Regions from separate parts of the Bicyclus anynana genome. Here region 1 is linked to region 2. A link is a contact called in public Hi-C data. All regions are on one chromosome and are shown on one strand. The core of a region is the stretch at or near the end of the contact, and the rest is flanking DNA. Distances in the headings are between cores, read along the strand shown. Region 1 overlaps LOC112052560 (serine/threonine-protein kinase svkA). Region 2 has its middle 3.7 kb from the start of LOC112052569.

Region 1 (4,355 bases), core at 1,593-4,092, 66 kb after region 2:
CATTCATAATCTGAAAAGTTTTTTATTTTTATATTTATTAAAGATTTTAAATTTAAACTACTCGTATACTTAAAACAAGTTCATGTGTTTTATTGGAACTATTAATTTAATAAATATGTAATTAATTAATCAAATTAAGAGGATTAGTCAAATTAATAAACGCTTACATTCTTTTAATCTCATCTTCATTTATTCATACCAAGTTTGCCTGAATTTATAGCAAAACTTTTGTCGAAGAACCGTACACGTCTGTAATATTAATGGAAACTTCAACATTTTATTATGCGTGCATAACTATTGAGTCTGTCGAATTGAATTACACGACGGAGCTGCATACTAAATTGGAAGTAATGCTATAAGCGAAAATTAACGTTAACTCGATAACAACGCGCCTTCGACCGGTCCGGCTTAACCTGCAAACAGAGGTTATGTGCCGGCGAAACTGGATTCGATGATTAGATTAACGCGGAATTTTTAAAATGTTTTTTGTGTAGAATCTTAACAGGTATTAGTAGATATTAGACAGGTGAATGAACAGCAGTGTTTAGATTGTTAATACCCTGATAGACTAGGTACTTTGAGGTATTGAGTGTGCAAAATCCGAGGACCGCATTTAAAAATTTAATATGCTCAAGCAATAAAAGTGATACAAAGCATTTGTTTAATCCATATACTCGATATCAAAAAGGGTAGGATACAGTAGAAGAATGGTCCAACAAACCTGGTAGGTACAACATGCAGAATCGTATGCATGCTTTTCTGAGTTCAAAACTGTAAATATAATGCGGTCGTCGGATTATACACACTCAATACCTCACAGTGCCTGGTCTATACTATACAGATTATTACCGCTTATTACAGTCATCATAGCTCGTGGCTTATCACGTTCATTAAGATAAAATTAATTATGTACGTAATTTGTTTTTACAAATATTTTATTAGGCTTTTATCTTTTTTAGAGTCTTGTCTTATTGTGTTAAAGTTCAGTGCTCTCTTTTTCCTCATAAATAGGTTAACTTTAGGTTAGCAATGAAAATCACATGGAAGAAAAAACAAATACATTAATATATGAATAGTTTTTATGTTTAAAAATAACTGTTTTGTAGTATATATCGCATAGTTTGTAGCATCGGATAAGTCCATGTTAATTATACATACAGACAATGATTTTCATAGTAAAAAACCTTGCATACATACAGTACAAGTCGATAAAATTAAATCAGACATCAAAGTGATCCACATACGAACTAGCTCTGTAGTAAAACTCTTTTTAAAGCTAAAACTGGTCTGTATTCTTCCCAAACATATCTAAAGTGTGATACATGGTACATCTAAATATGGAGAATAGAAATTCAATGAATACCGATTTCATTAATATCTGCCACAAAATGTCTGTAAATCCTGTTATGCAAAGCTATAATCCAGTTAACCAATTACTGTTAGAAAATTTCAAAATAATTACACGCCTCCGCAATGTTTACCCTTTCATTAAAGCTATTAACAGATTAGCTCTCTTAACTGTGATCTGTGATGCTGAACATTGTGTGCTCGACGAAATCATCAATATTGTTACTTAGGGATTTAATCACACAAACTTCCAGTTTCTTTGCTTTTTTGATGGTTTCAAAATGTTTGAAAACACATAATTCAGTTAGCCTAAAAACGTACTTCGGGAAAGTTAGCTTCAAATAAACGTATGAGTGTCAGCACTTCCGAACAGTTAAGGTCTAACGGTGTATTCTTATATGATGATGAAGATATATTTTAATGTAATATTTATACATAGTTGGACTACGCGTAATTTATTGACAAATAATATACTGCCTAGATAAATTCTTTGTTTTTGGGTATATAAAATAATCTTTCTTTCATATCTTAAAAACTCATGCAGTACAATAATATTATTTTATTAGTGAAATTTGTGATACTTGGTATTAAATAACTGCGTGAGACTGAAAGTTTTGAGTTTTGAGTGTGTATCTAAGCCAACGTTTGAATTACGAAGCTGTCTATCATGTAATTTATTTGTATTATAAAAAAGAAGTTTCTGCTGTTACAATTTTTCAATTCATCAATTGAAATGTAAAGTTTAAGAAATTTTACATTTCAATTGATGAATTGAATAGAGGTCAACGTGACCAATGTTCACTGTTAATTAAACTTTGGAGACTTCAAAAGCTTACAAAGTTAACAAATCGTGTAATTGCTCTGAGAGTTTATTGAATACCATCAGGGTCTGGTTTGTATTAACGGTTTGATCAAAGTTATGGTTTGTTTCGTAACGTGAATCGGGTCGTTATCCTTAGGCGACCTTGCAGCTGCTATAAATTTAGTAAATTGGCCGTTGCGCAGGAGAAGCGCATGCGTCATTGAGGCCGATGATCTCAACTTAGTAGTGTTATAGTATTTTTCGTTTTACTGGAATCAGTTTCTTAATGTCTTTCTCCTGTAGAATCTTTTTAGTTATATAATTTTGTGTTCTATTTGGTATAACATCAACATTAACATTTAAGGTAGTTCACTTTCAACTTAGTAGTGTTATAGAATTTTTCGTTTTGCTGGAATCAGTTTCTTAATGTCTTTCTCCTGTAGAATCTTTTTAGTTATATAATTTTGTGTTCTATTTGGTATAACATCAACATTAACATTTAAGGTTCACTTTACCATTAAGATTAATCATCGTGATTTCTTCCTCTCATCTTGACCTAATCAAAGGTGTTTAAATCAAATTCGATTGTTTTATGCCAATCTTCTTAATCGATGCGACATAACCGGTCGCCGTCGACTGTGCTCGTTATAGTAACTCGATGTAATCCCACCTGTGCGGATACTTGTTTTTACAGCTACAACTGTAACTCAGACATGTAAGCATTACCTCACGACCGTCGCAACCGGTCTCAAGGTAGGTCTATTATTTATAGATCCTACATTCTTGTCTTCAAAAATGTAAAATTTCATTAGTTGTTTAACAATATTTATTTGTATAATAATATTTATTAGTATTTTGTCTATAAGAAAAGTCTATTACAGCTGAATGTGTATTCATGGTACGCTCGTAAAATACACATGGAGACTATTCAATTAAGGTTGGACGTGCTTACAAAAGGCTAAAGAGCTTAGAGAGAATTCTATTTCATTTTTGTCCCCTTTGACCATTGCAGCAGGTGATTGAAAAACCGTTGAGCGTTTGTTCGTTCGTTCCGAAAGTGAAATAAATTTCGGACACAGCTGAGTCTGTGAGAATTGGAATTTGTGTCCTCGCCCCTTAAGTGTTTCGGTTATTCGATTATATTTCACCGACCCGCTTTGTAGCAGTTTTGTGGATCTTATATATTGGGATTCTAGTGATTTTAAGCATTATGTTTTGTAAGTAGCTTTTATTCTTTTGAAAGGTATAGCTTTTATGCTCTAACAAATTAACCGTTTCCAGATTCCAATTACTATAGTAATTGGAAAGGTTAGAACGGAGTTAAGGTATAAAACTTAACTAGGTCGTTACGGCACGTCGACAATGTAGAAAGAGAGGCAATTAGGTCAAACCAATAAAATATTACTGTCACTTAGGAGTAATAAATATCCATAGACTGTAGATCGCACATCTTTTAGGTTTAGATTGTACTTACTGTAGATTAGAAATATGAAAATATACAAAAACTTAACTACTTCGTCGATCAAAATCGTGCAATATTTGTCGATTAATGAATTTACATCTTACTAATTTCTTTAAAATTTACTTTAAGATGAACTAAACATATCGTAAATATCTCTCTTTTTCGTTCAGATTTTCTTCTAATTTGTAACTGGATTATTAACAATTAAGTCTAATCATCAAAGTTTGGTGTGAACTTCAAACACTATTCCTAGTAGGCATAGTAGATAACCTAAATATCCTCCTTGCAGCGATCCAAACTTGACTGCTCGCATACAAAACCATAATAATTTGTAGATATCTAAAACATTATTGACATCAATGAATAAGCAGTTCTTGTGTGCCAATTTCACTTCAGTAACAGAAAAGTTTATGATTGCCATAGCATGTACTCGTAACCTCATCATAACTGTTCGCGTGCTCTTCACAGATTCAATGCCACAATGTTATTCATACACAAACCTACATCATGATTGACATCAATGAATAAGCAGTTCGTCATAATTGTAAGCCGTTGCTTGTTAAACTGAAGATGACATGTTCCGAGTGGGCCGGACGGCCGTTGTCGCCATCGCCGATGTCAGAGTTAAGTGCTAGTACTCGTATCTACACAAAGGCCGCTCTCACCGCTTTGTTCCGCATCTTTGTTTGACTTAAGGAAGCTACAGTAAAAAACAAGCCCAGCTTTCCTTCGCCGTGCAAAGAA
Region 2 (4,401 bases), core at 1,509-4,008:
CCATTCCAAATTTTAGTCAAATCGATTCAGTAGCCGCAGCGTCAAGGAGGAACAAACGTTTTTTACACACACAAACTTTCGCCTATATAATATTAGTGTGATGTGATTAGTGTGAAGTGTGATGTGAGTGTGATAGTGTGATATTGTCGTATGTTTTATGTTTAAATAATTTGTAAAATGATTAGTAAACAATTACTATTTTAATTATTACTACTATTTACAAAAATATTACTCAAAACATGAATATACTAGCATACGCCGCGCGGATCCACCCGCGTGGTTCCCGTTCCTGTAGGATTGCAGGGTTTATATAGAACCTTCTAGAGCCTTCCTCGATAAATGGGCTATCTAACACTGAAAGAATTTTTCAAATCGAACCAGTAGTTCCTGAGATTAGCGCGTTCAATCAATCAAACAAACAAACTATTCAGCTTTATAATATTAATATAGATTTTCATTTACTTTAAATTTTTAAAACCTCAAATACTTTTTTATGTAGTAGAATTTTAAAAACTCTTGAATAAAATATTTTTTTTTATAGTCGGAGAATTAACATTCCAGTCAGTAAAATAAAAAGTGTAACTGTTACTGAAATGTCATTTTACTAGTAAAATATAAGTGTCAGTTGCACTTGTCATTTTACTTACTGGAATTTAATAATCGTAAAGTATGTTTCTGGTAGTACAGATGCCAATTTTTAGTAATGTAGCTAGTCGTTTCTTGAGGGGGACGTGGAAAACTCGCACATCGAATATATTTAACACCACAAAATATATTGTGTCCAGAGCCCCCGTTCACATACAGCTTTTAGTTGGCCGACTTAGTCGGCCGATTAAAGAACAGGTATAGAAGACAGCCCGCACATCTGTTCAACTAAATCGTCCAACCAAATCACGCACAATTAAAAAGTCGGCCATCTAAAAATTGTCAGTGAGCGGCCACCCTAAACACTACACCCAATTATAAAAGGGAATGTCCATTGTCCATCCCCGGGCCATATACCGGCAATTAACTTATAATTAAAATCTTGTTATCACTTTAATAATAAAACTATTACTTTATCAAAAAAAGTTTGCCAAACAACAACAACCATAACATTTTATGACATGTTTAATTTGACTAGCTAAGATCGTTGACTTTTGATTGGTTTGTTTGTTCGTTTTCTTGTTTGCTAAAATTGTTGGTAACAGAAAAAAATAATACCTACAGCTTCAAATTTTACTTCACCGCTTTGGTACACCGGCCGAAAATTTTGCGCAAGAAGAGTGATAAAAAATGTTGTTGTCTTAAAGACACATACTTTTATTATGCAATTTATTTAACCAGATACATCATATTATAATCTCCATATACTTATATACGGAGGTGGTATACCCAGTTTCCCGGGGCCGATGTTATACTGGTCGGTGGGCATTCTCCTTTAATTCCCAATACATACATGTAATTTTACACACAATCACATCGCTTACACTCCATAAACAGAAAAATCGATTACCTGATTGATGTTTCGCTGTTCCGTCAAAAGAATCGATATTTTAAAAATTATTTTTATTAGTGATTTAAGTTCAAATACTTCAAAAGAAACGTAATTATACTATTCAGCTGCACAAGCCGGCATTTTTATGGACCTTATTACACGACGAAAATGATGCCTACAACAATGGAAAATCGATTCTTTAGAAATAGTTTATAGTTTATATAAGCGTTAGATCATGGACTCTTGATCTTTGACAGAGGGGTAACATCTAGCGAGTCAGGTTCTTTTGTAATTAATCTGAGGCATGATGTCAGGAATAACATTTTAGCATAGATTTACGATTCGGTACAAGTACCTAATTATAATTCTATGCATTTTAGATTATACTTATTTGGACATATGAGTCGGTATTCCGTACCGACCTTAGACCATTAATGGTCTAAGGTCGGTACGGAATACCCCAGTACCCGTACCTACAACTCTATGGATAGATTAAAGTATCCTCTGATTAAATCCAAAAAGGATGGAACACAAAATTTATTTGTTAAATTCCAAAGTTAACCTTTAATAAATTGAAAAAATTTCTCTTAGACGGTATCTTATTATAGTACATAAATAACGAACAGAATATCTGCATTTATAAGTTGATCATAAAATATAAAAAGTGCACAGCGTAGACAGAGACGCAGTCTACGATGCACAGACTAATAATGTGTCATAAAACGCCAACTTCAGGCCTTTGCGTTTTTTATGTTGGCAACATGTTATGTTTGACAGCGAATTCCGTTTTTAGGTTGCCTAAACTGTTTGGTGACATGAAAGCAAGATGGCGAGTTCATCTCCGGTTGATCGTTCGTTCCGTGTAACTTCAACGCAGAATTTATGACATTTTTTACCCGTTTTGTATATCTTAAAACGTTAGTACTTTAAAGATATTTTCCAATAAAATCTTAAAAGTAGTGATTTAGTGACAGAAACATTTAAAGTTTCTTAGAAATAATTTAAATCGGATGTGCATCTATCCCACCTGAGGAATGTTGATTTTTTTCAGTGATTTGTGATACGGTCAGGTGTTTTCATTTTAGCAACACAAAAATTGTTCTTGCGCAGTGAGTGTCCAAAGTTGCCGAGTTCAGATGTATTTGTGTCGTGGGGATGTTAGATGTCGGGACTGTTTTCAATGTTGGGAAACAAAAGCGTGAACTATTTGTTTTGATAGACCGATATAAAGTAAATTGAGAAGGTCGGACGGAGACTGCTCCGGCCTGAGTGATGGCCTTCAGTGAGGTGAGTGTCGCATACATTCCATTCTTACAATTTAAATCTTATTGTACACATAAGTTAAGACAATAATATACCTATGTTAAAGTACTAAAACAATAATAATTATTAAAGGAACAGATGTTTTACTGAACAAGTTATTGAAATAAAGGTACTGTGTATCTTGAGAATCTCTCTAATGTATATAACCTGCCAACCTATGTTGTTGCTATGTGATTGTTCTAAACTTCTGAGTTTTTTTTTACAGTAAAATAAAAGTAAAAATTTACTTCAGTCATTTTTGATGGTTATAGTAAAAGAAGCAAGTAGTTTTAGCTATTCCATTATTAAAATATACAAACATAATATAGTATCTTATTTGTTTTTGAATTTCTGTCTACTAAAATAGGCCCATAAAAATAAATAATTATAATAAAATTACTTTCAGTTATTTATTGTTTTAACATTTTATGATTTGAAATTTCAGTGGTTGGTTGACAAAGGAAGCTCTTAAATATTGCTATCTTGAGAATTAAAGTATTTGTTCAAAATTTATTGAGGAATGTGTTACAAGATTACTAACTGATTATAGTATGCATATCTGTACCTTCAATATCATATTATGTGATAACTTTCAAATAAGACAAAGATTCTTAACAGAGTTTGATATCTAAATCACTATTGCTTAAGTTGAGAGAATATTTGTTTATTAATGCTGAATATATTTGTGTTTTTTTAAACTTAATCAACATTTAAAACAAAGCAATGTCTACTAAAAGTGGGGGGGACCTCATTTTGTGTCCAGGCCTTTCTTCAGCTTTACTCAAATATTGTAATTATTCAATAATAGCCGATGCCCGTGGTTTCACATTAGTAGCATAGTTCCTGTGCCTGTAAGAATACAGGAATAAATGGGGGTTCTAGTGGTAAATGAATTTTCAAAATTGGTTCAGTAGATCTAGCTAGAGATTATCCCCTACAACACCACAAACTTTACCACTTTATAATATTGGTATAAAAGTTAGGTTCTTTTTTAGCATATTTTTTTATAATAGGTTAAATCGTTACCAACCCATATTTGGCTCACAGCTGAGCTAGTCTCCTCTCAGAATGAGAGAGGTTAGGCCAATAGTCCACCACGCTAGCCCAATGCGGACGGCAGACTTTACACACGCAGAGAATTAAGAAAATCTCTGGTATGCAGGTTTCCTCACAATGTTTTCCTTCACCGTTTGAGACATGTGATGTTTAATTTCTTAAAAAGCACACAACTGAAAAGCTGGAGGTGCATGCCCCGGTCCTGATTCGACCCACACCCTCTGGAATCTGGAAAATAAAAAATGAAATGGCAGAGGTCTTATCCACTGGGCTATCACAGCACTCATAGGTTAAATAGATCAAGACAAATTGACCGATTTACCTTGTCAAGAAATTTTCAGTAAAAGTTCTCACTTCGGATCTATCCTTAGGTGAACTATTTAAAAAATCACCTAGTTTTTAAAATTGCTTTACAACTTTGGTGTGCTTGTTTTTATTCTTGGTCCTCTCTCCCTAGACTGGATGCCCTCAGCAATTGTTAAAATAGTATATATTATATATATTATTATATCCACTAACACTACATATAAAGGGGAAGGTCTGGGCCCTGATAATGAGACCATTTA

What was found. Hi-C and Micro-C count contacts between places; a contact is called where the count stands out from the background.
Region 1: a Hi-C map of whole larva shows a contact between it and region 2, with 3 times the contacts expected there. The contact joins two enhancer-like sites. A contact is called at or near these places in 2 of 2 Hi-C or Micro-C datasets (whole body and whole larva).

Annotation. Positions count from the first base shown.
Region 1 is chr3:14,763,574-14,767,928 of ilBicAnyn1.1, forward strand. All of the region lies in intron 2 of LOC112052560 (serine/threonine-protein kinase svkA), which reads left to right. Among protein-coding and RNA genes, the nearest start is that of LOC112052560, 42 kb to the left of the region's middle. Within about 2 kb of position 2,843, at least 6 of the 8 cell types and tissues checked have open chromatin away from gene starts, as enhancers often do.
Region 2 is chr3:14,697,898-14,702,298 of ilBicAnyn1.1, forward strand. No RefSeq gene overlaps it. Among protein-coding and RNA genes, the nearest start is that of LOC112052569, 3.7 kb to the left of the region's middle. Within about 2 kb of position 2,759, at least 8 of the 8 cell types and tissues checked have open chromatin away from gene starts, as enhancers often do.